Linked DNA regions of Zea mays: region 1 is linked to region 2. Evidence: chromatin contacts called from public Hi-C data. All regions are on one chromosome and are shown on one strand. Each heading gives the region's core, a stretch centred on a gene start, on an enhancer-like site or on the middle of the called end of the contact. The rest is flanking DNA. Distances are from core to core; before and after follow the strand shown. Region 1 has its middle 41 kb from the start of HMT-3. Region 2 has its middle 59 kb from the start of LOC103650483.

Region 1 (5,800 bases), core at 2,532-5,031, 230 kb before region 2:
CGGACATGATCCGGCCTAGATCGAAATTATTTCGTGACGTGTTGGCCCAAAAAGTTTTGTCTAAAGCACGATGGGCTCGGCCCGGGCTGAGCCAACTTTCAACTCTATTTGTGAGCCCGGTGGCATATTAGTGAAGCCCACTACTAGTGATGGTGAAATTGCAAATCCCTCTTGTCCAAGGTAATGGTTGTAGCAATGAGGTAACCAAAAGAATTATAAATATATGGCAACAGAGAAACTGTTATGGATTTAGATGGGAAAGAATGAATGTTCTATATACAACATACTAGTTAGATGCCCATGCATTGCTACTATATATATATATATATATATATATATATATATATATATATATATATATATATATATAGGGGTATACTTTGTTTAAATGGAATAGGTATTCAAACATGTTCCAAAACTTTATTATAATACTGACCATGAATATAAGTCAACATATTTTAGTTGTTATCATTTGAATAAGTTGATATATTTCAGTTGTTATCATTTGAATAAGTTGATATATTTCAGTTGTTATCATTTGAATATAAGTCAACATATTTCAGTTGCTATCAATTGTTCTATTACATAAGCCATTAGGTGGATCAAGATTAGTATCAAAGCTGTGATAACCACTTGGTCTGCTGGAAAATATTTAATAAGCTTCATGTTTATGTCATCGACATTCTCATTCCTAGTTGACAAAATAGCTTATGAGGTGATGTAGTGTAGTTTGAGCTTCTCATGTTTTTTCTAACATTGGGAAACATAATTTTGAATGTGTTATACCACCTAACATTGCTATAGCTGCATCATCACTAAACTACAATATTTCTGTAAAGTTTTTAAATTCAAACCTTTGATGGACATAAATTCGAGTTCAAATACAAATGACTTCACACACATGCTATATTTTGAACATCCCTTGTTTTTATACAACTATCTATACAAATAACCAGAACATAATAGAGAATAGAACATACCGGTATTTTTGTTTTCTCAAATACAAATGATAGGTCCACGACATACTATAGAAAAAAATTATACAAAATCAATTCCATCAGTTGTATAGGAAAATAAAAGGCATGGTATGAGTGCTTCTCATCTTCTGCCATCAGCAATCACAAAGGCACAAAAGTGAGATTATACAACCAAGACATCATGTAGAACAATTCTATGACATTCCATCAATTCCATTGCATACATGACATAATGAAAAATAACCACAAACCTAATTCCATTACATACATGACATCCTGTAGAACAATTCTATGCCATTCTGTGTTGATTACAGGAAGTTGAATGAGATGACTATAAAGAACATATTTCCAATGCCTCTGGTGGATGAGATTTTGGATGAATTGGCTGGAGCTCAGTTCTTCATAAGTCTAGACATGACAATAGGCTACCACCATATTAGAATGGGGGTTGAATATGAATACAAGACTGCTTTCAAAACACACCATGGCCATTATCAGTTTAGGGTGATGCCATTTGGTCTCACTAATGCACCAGCCAGTTTTCAATGTGCCATGAACTCAGTTTTGGAGAGTTTTCTAAGGAAGTTGTGATGTTTTTTCTAGATGACATTCTCATATATAGTCCCAACCTAGAAACATGTATTTACCATATCAAGTTGGTTTTAGCTAAGCTGAGGGAGCATCAGTTTTACTTAAAGTTGAAGAAGTGTTCCTTTGTGAAGCATGAGTTGAAGTATTTGGGCCCTGTGATTTCTAGGGAGGGTGGCAACAGATTCCAGTAAAACTGCAGTCATGTTGTCTTGGCCACAACCCAGAAATGTTACGGAACTCAGGGGATTTTTGGGTCTAACTATATACTATAGAAAGTTTGTCAAAGGTTATGGACTCTTGGCAAAGCCTCTCACAAAACTGTTGCCTATTCCTCAAGGGATGTGACCATGGACTTTATTGAAGGATTGCCAAGATCTGAAGGGTTTGATACTATACTTGTGGTGGTGGACAGATTTTCTAAGTACATTCATTTTTCCTCTGAAGCATCCATTCACTGCCGAAGTGGTTGCTCAAATTTTCCTGGACAATGTGATCAAGCTGCATGGGGTGCCTAAATCTATAGTGTCTGATCGTGACAAAGTCTTCACCAGCAGTTTCTGGAAGCATTTTTCCAGCTCATGGAGGTGAAGCTCTTACTTTCTATTGTGTACCATCCACAAACTGATGGCTAAAGCGAGAGGGTAAATCAGTGTGTGGAGATGTACCTCAGGTGTGCTGTCTACAATCAGCCCCACCAATGGAAAAAATGGTTGGCCTTAGTTGAGTATTGGTATACCTCTAACAACCATTCGGTGTTGGGTTTCACTCCCTCCAGAGCACTGTATGGCTATGAAGCACCACTCCTAGTCACCCCTCGACTCATTGGAATTGAGGATAAGGAGGCTACTGACTAGATTACTGAGAGGTCAGCTTTCTCAGCCATGTTGAAGGAGCAATTGGCTCGGGCTTAACTTCGTATGAAGCAGTATGCTAATAAGGGCAGAACTCCAAGAGAGTTTCAAGTGGGAGACCTAGTTCTACTCAAATTACAACCTTATGCATAGAAGACTGTGGTGAACCAACCTTGTCTGAAGCTGGCGTTTAAATTCTTTGGGCCATTCAAGGGCTTGTTCGGTTATTCCTATCCCATGTGGATTGGATGGGATTGGAAAAAATTGTGAAAGATTTTGATTTGTTTGGGATTGAAACCCATCCAATCCCACCCAATCCACATGGATTGAGAGCAAAACGAACAAGCCCCAAGGTGGAGGCTAGGATTGGACCAGTCGCTTATAGACTTGCATTGCCTGCAGATGCCCAAGTTCATCATGTTTTTCATGTGTCTCAACTCAAGTCGTTCCTTCCTTGCTACTCGCCTGTGTTTACAACATTACCAATGGTGTCTGATCTATCTCAAGGGGAGATTGTGCCTGAACAGGTGTTGGATCAAAGAATGGTGCATAAGGGCAATCATTCTATTACTTAGGAATTGGTGAAGTGGACTGGGCTACCTGAGGCAACTGCTACATGGGAAGATTACTCTATTGTTAAGGCACGTTTTCCAACAGCAAACACTTGGGGTCAAGTGTCATTTGAGGTCTGGGGAGATGTGAGGACTGCAGAAGGGACCAGTGAGGTGTGAAGGAGTAGCTGGGGCGTGGTCAGATACCATGGTTGAGTTCGTTTCTGCTTCTTTTGTATTCTCAGTTGTAAGGGAGTCTGTATTCTGGTGATTGGGCCGTATAAACCAAATTAGCTCTGTAATGGGCCGTACTAGGGGAATTAGCACATGTAAGGGTGGATATAAATAATGTACCAGACAACTTGAGAGAATTATGAATGAAATAGAAGAGAATCTAAATAGTTCAACCACTTGCCTGGTTTGTTGGCGTCCTCTGGCACCGCTCACGTCGTGGTGATCCTTCACCGTCGGCGAGGGGTTGTCACACATTCGCGTTAGCGAAGACGAGGAACAACCAATCAGGGTCGGGGGCGAGACGCGAGCGCGTACGATTGCCCACGAGCGTCGAACGAACCGAAGGGATGGCGATGCTCGTGCGAGGAGGGGGAGGCAGTGTTAGGATCAGGCTTGGCGGTGGCGGCGAGGATGAGGAGTCTGTCCTTGGCCTCGTCGTGGTTGCGGTTGTCGTCATCATCCGTGGAGAGGTTGATGCAGGAGCAGCGCTCGAGGGAGGCGAAGAAGGCAGAGGTGCCGCTGGTCGCCTAGCTCTTCATGGCTGCTGACGGTGAGGGGGTCAGCTGCTATGCTAAGGTTACGGTGTTGTAGGCAGGGTGAGGTAGGAAGTCGGGTGGCTGCAGTTTATAGGAGAGAGAGGTGATCAGACTGATGGTGGATTGATTAGCAAAAAAAATATAAGAGGTTTTTTTAAAAAGATGACACAACTTTATAATAGTAAAGTTTAGAAAAAAATTAGAAATAAGCGAAGTAGAAACTAGAAAGACTGGTGCTTTATAATAGAGGTATAGCTAGTTCACTGTCACTCCGGACCCCGGCCGACCAGTTCTTCAATTTCACGCGTGCTCGTAGTCCCAAGCAGGCGTGGGGCAGGTGGACACTGATGGCAGTCGTTGCAGCCAGTGGACCGTGAACACGATGGTAGTAGTACGTGGACAGTGAAAGGGCGACGCTTGGTCGGGTGGAGCGGAGCACGCTGTAAAATGGTTAAGATTAGTATGTTATTTTTCTAAAGTCTTTTTTCTAATTGCCGTTCGCATTTTTTTTCCTGTCTCTGACGGAAAAAACACCTGCTTATATATCGTGTATACAGTAGCATCGTGAGTATCGCCAACTGGCGTGCACACCCAACACGGCATCGTTCGTCAAAATTTATCGTGTGTACGGTAGCGACACACCCAACACGTAAGTCGTCGTAGCTTAATTTGACTCTGTATCAGCCCAAGTTTGGCACCTACTTTCCCCCACGTGGCCCGCACCATTGCGTTGCGCCCCGTTCCGCGTTGATTTTGTCATGGACCCTGAAGAATCAGATTTTTTTTCCTCCGGTTGCTGTAACTACTTATCTATTGACATTCTTTAAAAATGCTTATGGGAATATGATTTACGTGCATATTTCTAACGATAAGGGTGCCGCGTGTGTTGCTTCTTGATTCGAGAAAAAATAGCGGCTAGGGAGCCGAGATGAGACTAGTTTTCGATTGGCTACTTACCGCTATGTCACGCCACATCACCTATTCGACCCTCGTTAGCCCTTTTCTATCAACAAATAAGATTTTTTAGCCAAGCCAGAAATTCACCACCGAGGGGATCGAACCTGGGACCTGGATGTGCTACTCGGAAACCTTAACCATTACGTTAAAGGCCCTTTCGTATTTGGTGCTTTTACATTGAGCATATCAGTGAACAATGTCAATTGGTTGAACACATTGACGTCGTTGTTTGACCCCACTGCCATAAAAAAATATGCCAAATCCACAAGTCATACAAGGCACCATATTGTGCATGATGGTCAGGGATCCGATGTCCCCTAGTAAATGTCCTTTTCATCCAACAGGATAGTTTCTCTCCTTTCAACGCATACAATATATACTCCCTATCATACCAAGAAATCTCCTCTCCTCCCCTTAGTTAAAAGACGCCCAAGATCATCAACAAGGGACAATGACTATACTCCTAACTAATCATAAAATAATCTCCCTATAGAAATGTTCAAGGCACATTAAGACCAAGCTTTTCCCATTTTAATATACCTAGTAATAGAGTCAACCCTACTGTAGGTGAGATGTGGAAAGTAGCGGCACATTTTTGGTGGGAGAGAATCCACTGCAGTTGAGTGCATCGATTCTAGAGTGAAATCGAGGAATGCTCACCTAACAAATTTGAAGAAAAGGAGACTTTTTTATATGTGGTACCTTCAACAAAAGTAGATCAAAGGATAAACACGTGAGTCATTGAAGTAGTCTTGCATCAGTCGACAATGGGAGGCTTTAGGATACCGATCAATGTAGCTCCACTGTTATGTCCTTTAGCTCCCTCTCGTTGAAAGTTTGATATACCATATCGAGTACACCTCATCTTTAGTCATCTCAACGTTAGAGTCCAAGGAAGACACGATGAGAGTGATTTAATGGAGTGAAAGAAAAGTGGTATGAGTGAAATAAAAAGTGGTAGGAGTGACTTGGAGAGTGAGTGATGTGAATGCACACTGTTGGGATGGAGACTTAACTAGACCTCGATTGACCCTTCTTTGATCCCGCCCCATGTCGAAGGCTAACATTTTTTTGAACGAAAGCTCGATACAATACCACTGCAA
Region 2 (6,045 bases), core at 147-2,646:
TGGTAGCACTGTTTTCTCGGGTGGTTCTCCATGTTCCGATTAACATGATGACCTTATCATGAACAGTAATTAAAATAACAACATAATTGGAACATGATCTTAAAAAACATTAATTTCCCAAAACCAGATAAAGCAATAGCAAATCTACCCAATAGTTCATTTGTTTGCAAGGTGTGGGATAACAATGCTAGGGAAACCTATTAGGTCCCATCAAATTAATTCGAGTATGTCATAGTGTCACTATTAACAGGAACATTATTAGGTAAAGAAAAGTGATCAAGGACACAACTTGCCTTAGACTCGAGATTCCTAGGTATCAACTTGGTCTTGGGATTCTCGTGACCTCACCGCTATTCGTAGCAATACATACAAATAGACAAGGATCACATAAAAATAACAGTACATCAAACATGAGAACAAACAGCGTAAAAAATATTCTACGCGATGCTACGAGAGCGTAGGTTCGAGAACCATTAAAATCGGAGCTAAAACAAAGAATTTATGGATAAAACAATATTTTAGATGCAATAAGCTAATAGATGAGATCTAACAGATATTGCATTTAAACTAAGCTGGTATTAAATTAAAATATTTGAGTTGGTATTAATCATTAACAATTATTTATAAGATGCGTAGATTAGAACTATAAATTAGATTAACTAGATTATCTAGCTAATTAACATTAATTAAATAAGTAATTAATCAATTAATTAAAACATGTGGCATAATTAAAACAAAGTTATTACTACGTACGCAAAATTAATATGAACCTAACATAACTTGAACAGATTAAAATAAATTATTTGACTTAGAAGATATCACATTTATAATAAATTAGTTGAGATGTCAAGAAATAAATAACATGACACGATCTGATTGGTTAGATCGAGGTCACGTAAAGAATTACATGATAAATAGACGTAATATATGGGATCTTGGTGTGGCCATATTCTACCTTTTTCGTATGTGATCTGTTGACGCAGGCATCCCTCCTCGCCTACAGTAGCTCTACTTGGGCGCGCAGCGAGAAGTGCCCATGGCAGTGTCCATCATCCTCCGCGGCTTCTCTCTCTCTTCTCTAGGCTCACAGCGTTTGACGTCGATCTCTTGACCGTGGCGGCCCCGCTCTTAGCTACGCTCGTTCTACTACTTCGATGCCCCACGACGCTGGCACAGATGGCTGAACAGAGGGTAGCGGCGAACATATATAGTGCCAAGACCATCAAGGGCGAGGAAAATCTGATCGGACCGCAATGGATTCGGCCGACGGCGGTTATGAAAACGAGTCTGTTGACAAACTCGAGCGATCATCCGGGAAAGAAGATAGCCAATCCGGCCCACTACACAGCGAGCCAGCGTCCAGCGACATAGAAAAAAAAATTGGATGATTACATTAGGTGACCCAAATTGAGGCTAGAAATAGAAAAAAATAAAAAGGAACGTGGGCTACCTTTGGGGTTGGATGGGCTGGTCCGGTAAGCTTCGGTCACTTTTTTTTATTCTTTTACTTATTTATGTTTTCCTTTGTTCAAGTTTGAATCCCAAATTCAGTTTCGAACTTCAAACTCAGGCTGAATGCGCAAACAAAAATCTCAGAATGCGATGCAGGGTTTATTTTTATTTTTGTTTATTTATTATCTTATCTATTTGAATAATTGCTTCAAATATATAATGCGCGCACACACAAAAACAATCTATTTAAGAAAACACTCTTTTGAATGCATAGTCTAATTAAAGGCACACTCAAAATTCAATGTCTTATTACCTACTTATTTTAAGAGAACATAATCTCCATAAAGAATATTTTAGTTTTAAAGCTTTAGAAAATATTTCAAAGTATAATTTATATGAGAATCTTTCTAATTCGCTTACAAGAAAAATATATTTACCAAAGATTTTGAAAGAGTTTTACCAAAATCCCAAATTTGGGGTCCAAAACCCGGGCGCGAACTTCACTAAGTGTGCTGGGATCAAGTCTCACACATATGATAACACATGGTACATAAACGAATGTCACATCTTTAATATATAAAGAAGTTGTGTACAAAATAGTTAAATAATTACATCATACGAAGACAACAATCCAGCAACCATAGTTGACTGGGAGACGACGACCTAGACCACTCACGAACTCATCACAGCATCATTCATGCGTCTCATCCTGTGGTCCCTGTTCTTGACCTAGGAGGATATGAGTACAACAAGGGTGAGCTCACATGCGTTCATGGCTCAACAAGTTGTGGAAAATAATGTGCATGAACTTACCAAAGGTGGGAGCTCATGTGAAGTGTAAGGCTTACCAAAGAAGATGGTTAAAGCTGAGTGTTGCTTTTAAAGTTGGTCAAAATTTTATTAGCAGTTACTAAGTATAAGTAGATACCAACCCAATTAAATAAGAGATCAAAATTAATAATAACACCCACAATGCAATGCATATGACAAATTAAGTTTAGTTCCATAAATTACTCATGTGAGGGTCCGAGCTGCTCATGACCGTGAGCACGGCCGATATACCAGTTTTACACTCTGCAGAGATCACGCATCTTTACCCACAAGCCGTGTTACTCATTTGCCAAGGGATTGCGACTTCCCATTCATCTCTGCTGAGGAGAAGAGGCAGGGTACCAATACGAGGCATTTATAAAGTTCTACTAGCTTTCAAAAACTTGCTACGATTTTTGAGAAGGGAAATATAGGAATCCCTCGTCCGAAAAGTCATCGCAGCGTGATCGACCCGAGAAACTCCCTATACGCAGCTCCTCTACCACCATTGCCCCTTTTAGGTAAGGTAGTCTTCCACTAGCTTTCCTAATTAGTCAGCTAATGGCGTCTCATACCACCCTTGTGGTAGCACTGTTTTCCCGGGTGGTTCTCCATGTTCCAATTAACATGATGATCTTATCATGAACAATAATTAAAATAACATAATTGGAACATGATCATAATAAAACGTTAATTTCTCAAAACAAGGTAGAGCAATAGCAAATCTACCCAAAAGTTCATCTGTTTGCAAGGTGGAGGATAACAATGCTAGGGAAACCTATTAGGTCCCATCAAATTAACATGAGCATGTCACAGTGATTAAAAGGAACATTATTAGGTAAAGAAAAGTGATCAAGGGCACAACTTGCCTTAGACTCGAGATTCCCAGACATCAACTTGGTCTTCGGATTCTTGTGACCTCACCGCTATTCGTAGCAATACATACAAATAGACAAGGATCACATAAAATAACAGTACATCAAACATGAGAACAAACAACGTAAAAAATATTCTACGCGATGGTACGAGAGCGTAGGTTCGAGAACCATTAAAATCGGAGCTAAAACAAAGAATTTATGGATAAAACGATATTTTAGGCGCAATAAATCTAATAAATGGGATCTAATAGATATTGCATTTAAACTAAGCTGGTATTAAATTAAAATATTTGAGTTGGTATTAATCATTAACAATTATTTATAAGATGCGTAGGTTAGAACTATAAATTAGATTAACTAGATTATCTAGTTAATTAACATTAAATAAATAAGTAATTAATTAATTAAAACATGTGGCATAATTAAAACAAAGTTATTACTACGTACGCAAAATTAATATAATCCTAACACAATTTGAACAGATTAAAACAAATTATTTGACCTAAAAAACATCATATTTTTAATAAATTAGTTGGGTTGCCCAGAAATAGGTGACATGATACGATCTGATTGGTTAGATCGAGGTCACGTAAAGAATTACAGGGTAAATGGACATAATATATGGGATCTTGGTGTGGCCATATTCTACCTTCCTCGTATGTGATCTGTTGACGCATGCATCCCTCCTCGCCCACACGTAGCTCTCTACTTGGGCGCGCAGCGAGAAGTGCCCATGGCGGTGTCCATCATCCTCCACGGCTTCTCTATTCTCTCTAGGCTCGCAGCGTTTGACGTCGATCTCTTGACCGTGGCGGCCTCGCTCTTAGCTACGCTCGCTCTGCTACTTCGATGCCCCACAATGCTGGCACAAATGGCTGAACGGAGGGTAGCGGCCAGCATATATTGTCGGCGTTTGGAACCCGACCGCACACCCGGGGTTACCCCTCACGGTGCTTTTGGGTAGGACGGTGTTGTTGACTGTAACTCAATGGTTCGTGCGATATGCACGAGAGACGATGGGTGATTTTCTACAGGTTCGGGCTGCTTTGAGATGCATAATACCCTACTTCCTGGTGTGGATCTCTATGTGGTAGGTTCCAAGGAAAGTCTCCTGTGTGGAGAAAGGCTAATGAGTTGAGTAGATGGTCGATGGAAATGATGGGGTACCCCTAGGTCTTATATACTCGACCATGGGGCACTACATGCGTGTATGATGATGATGTGTATCTAAACAATAGTGAATCGACTGAACTTATCTTCCTATAATCTTACCGACTTATCCCTGGTTTGCTCCGATATTCAAGGTCACTACACGCGAGAAAGTCGGATCGACGCTGTGGATAGTGATTAAGTCCGACGAGCCGCTTGGGCCTGAGTCTGCTTCTTTCTCGTGTCGGCCCATTCCACCAGCAGTTCTCCCATGGCCCACGAAGGGATGGCCTTGCGAGATAATAGGCCCAAATTCTTTCGCGAGGCCTTCTTGCCTTCTAGTAGACCCGGGGGATATTTGTCTCCCACAAGCCCCCAATCTTTGAGTTGATTTTGAAATAATCAGCCCAAAGATTCTAGGTCCAGCTCGCGAGTCTGTGGCTTGATTTCCATTCTGGTAATGGGCACGCCGAAGGTGCACCAATTGAGCGTTGCTTCTAACACTTTGAGTGACTTAGTAAAAACATTCTTCTCAAAGGTCTTCATTTGATGCTTTGGAGATCAGCGTCTTGTCATCATATCGTGCTTTGGAAGTCAGCATTTGGAACTTTGAGTGGGTTTTTGAAAACAAACCACTCAAAAGTCTTCATTTCGTGCCTTAGAAATCAGCATTCTATCATCAACTTATGCTTTACAAATCAGCATTCTGTCATCAGCTTATGCTTTAGAAATCAACATTCTGTCCTCTGGGATTAAAAATCTATTGGGTGCACCGAAGGTGCACCCAATGGGTGTAGCCCCCGAGCTTTGAGTGGATTTTTGAAAATAATCCACTCAAAGATCTTCATCTTATGCTTTAGAAATCAACATTTTGTCATCATCTTGCGTTCTTGCGAATTCAAATAACATTATCTGCCCATACCTTGTTAGGTCTGAAATTTATTTGATCAGTGACAGATTTGACGTTTGGTAGATGGCTCTTGGCTGGTCTTCACCCCGCTCTGCGCTTCAATGCCTCTGCTGACTAGACTTGTGGTTCAGTAGCTATATTTGGATTTCCTTCGATCTCTACCGATCTCTTCCTTCTGTCTCAGTACATTCATTGCGTATACTGTATGGATATGACTTGTTCAGAAAATATATTGAAAATTCCTGGTTACCCCTCCCCAATGGGTGTGACCAAGGGGTGTCTTGGTACGCAGAGAGTTTAGCACACTGTCCTAGAGTAGTAACTTGATGTGACCGCGGGGTGTAATCATATCGCCCGAGCAGTTGACCTTGGTCCAAATGGTGTCGTGTTACGTGAAGCAGCGTCTGTTGCCTGACTCATTTTTAGGCAGCTTGGATTGCTTATTGAATACTTGCGACTGTTCGGCGAGCGTGGTAGGAAGTGGACGGTCACTCCCGGCCTCTATAAATAGCCTGCTTGCACCGTTGTTCTCTTCACTCATCCTTCGATCATCTGTTACTTTCTTCTCCCTTTATCCTCTTCTCTATCCGACCATGGGCAAAGGCAAGAGAGGTCGAGGCTCGCCTCGTCGTGCCGGTGACAAGCAGAAGCGCGATCCAAGTCCTCCCTCAATGGACTTCGTCGATTCTGAGTACTCGGAGAAGGAGGTTTCCTCCGAGTTCGAGGGATCGCTGGCTCTCGCCTCTCCCCCGACATTGTCCGATGACTCGGACGACTCTCAGGGGCTGGCCGCTGAGGTGTGGACGTACATCCGCTCCGTCGAGCGCGCCGGACTCGAGGGGTCAG

What was found. A called contact is a pair of places that touch in the nucleus more often than the background predicts.
Region 1: a contact with region 2 is called in a Hi-C map of leaf, with 3 times the contacts expected there. The contact joins two enhancer-like sites. A contact is called at or near these places in 4 of 25 Hi-C or Micro-C datasets (ear, leaf and tassel).

The regions. Positions count from the first base shown.
Region 1 is chr3:122,337,357-122,343,156 of Zm-B73-REFERENCE-NAM-5.0, reverse strand. No RefSeq gene overlaps it. Among protein-coding and RNA genes, the nearest start is that of HMT-3, 41 kb to the left of the region's middle. Within about 2 kb of position 3,781, at least 19 of the 20 cell types and tissues checked have an H3K27ac peak or open chromatin away from gene starts, as enhancers often do. A contact at or near this core is called in ear, leaf and tassel, where this site is marked.
Region 2 is chr3:122,102,397-122,108,441 of Zm-B73-REFERENCE-NAM-5.0, reverse strand. No RefSeq gene overlaps it. Among protein-coding and RNA genes, the nearest start is that of LOC103650483, 59 kb to the right of the region's middle. Within about 2 kb of position 1,396, at least 10 of the 20 cell types and tissues checked have an H3K27ac peak or open chromatin away from gene starts, as enhancers often do. A contact at or near this core is called in ear, leaf and tassel, where this site is marked.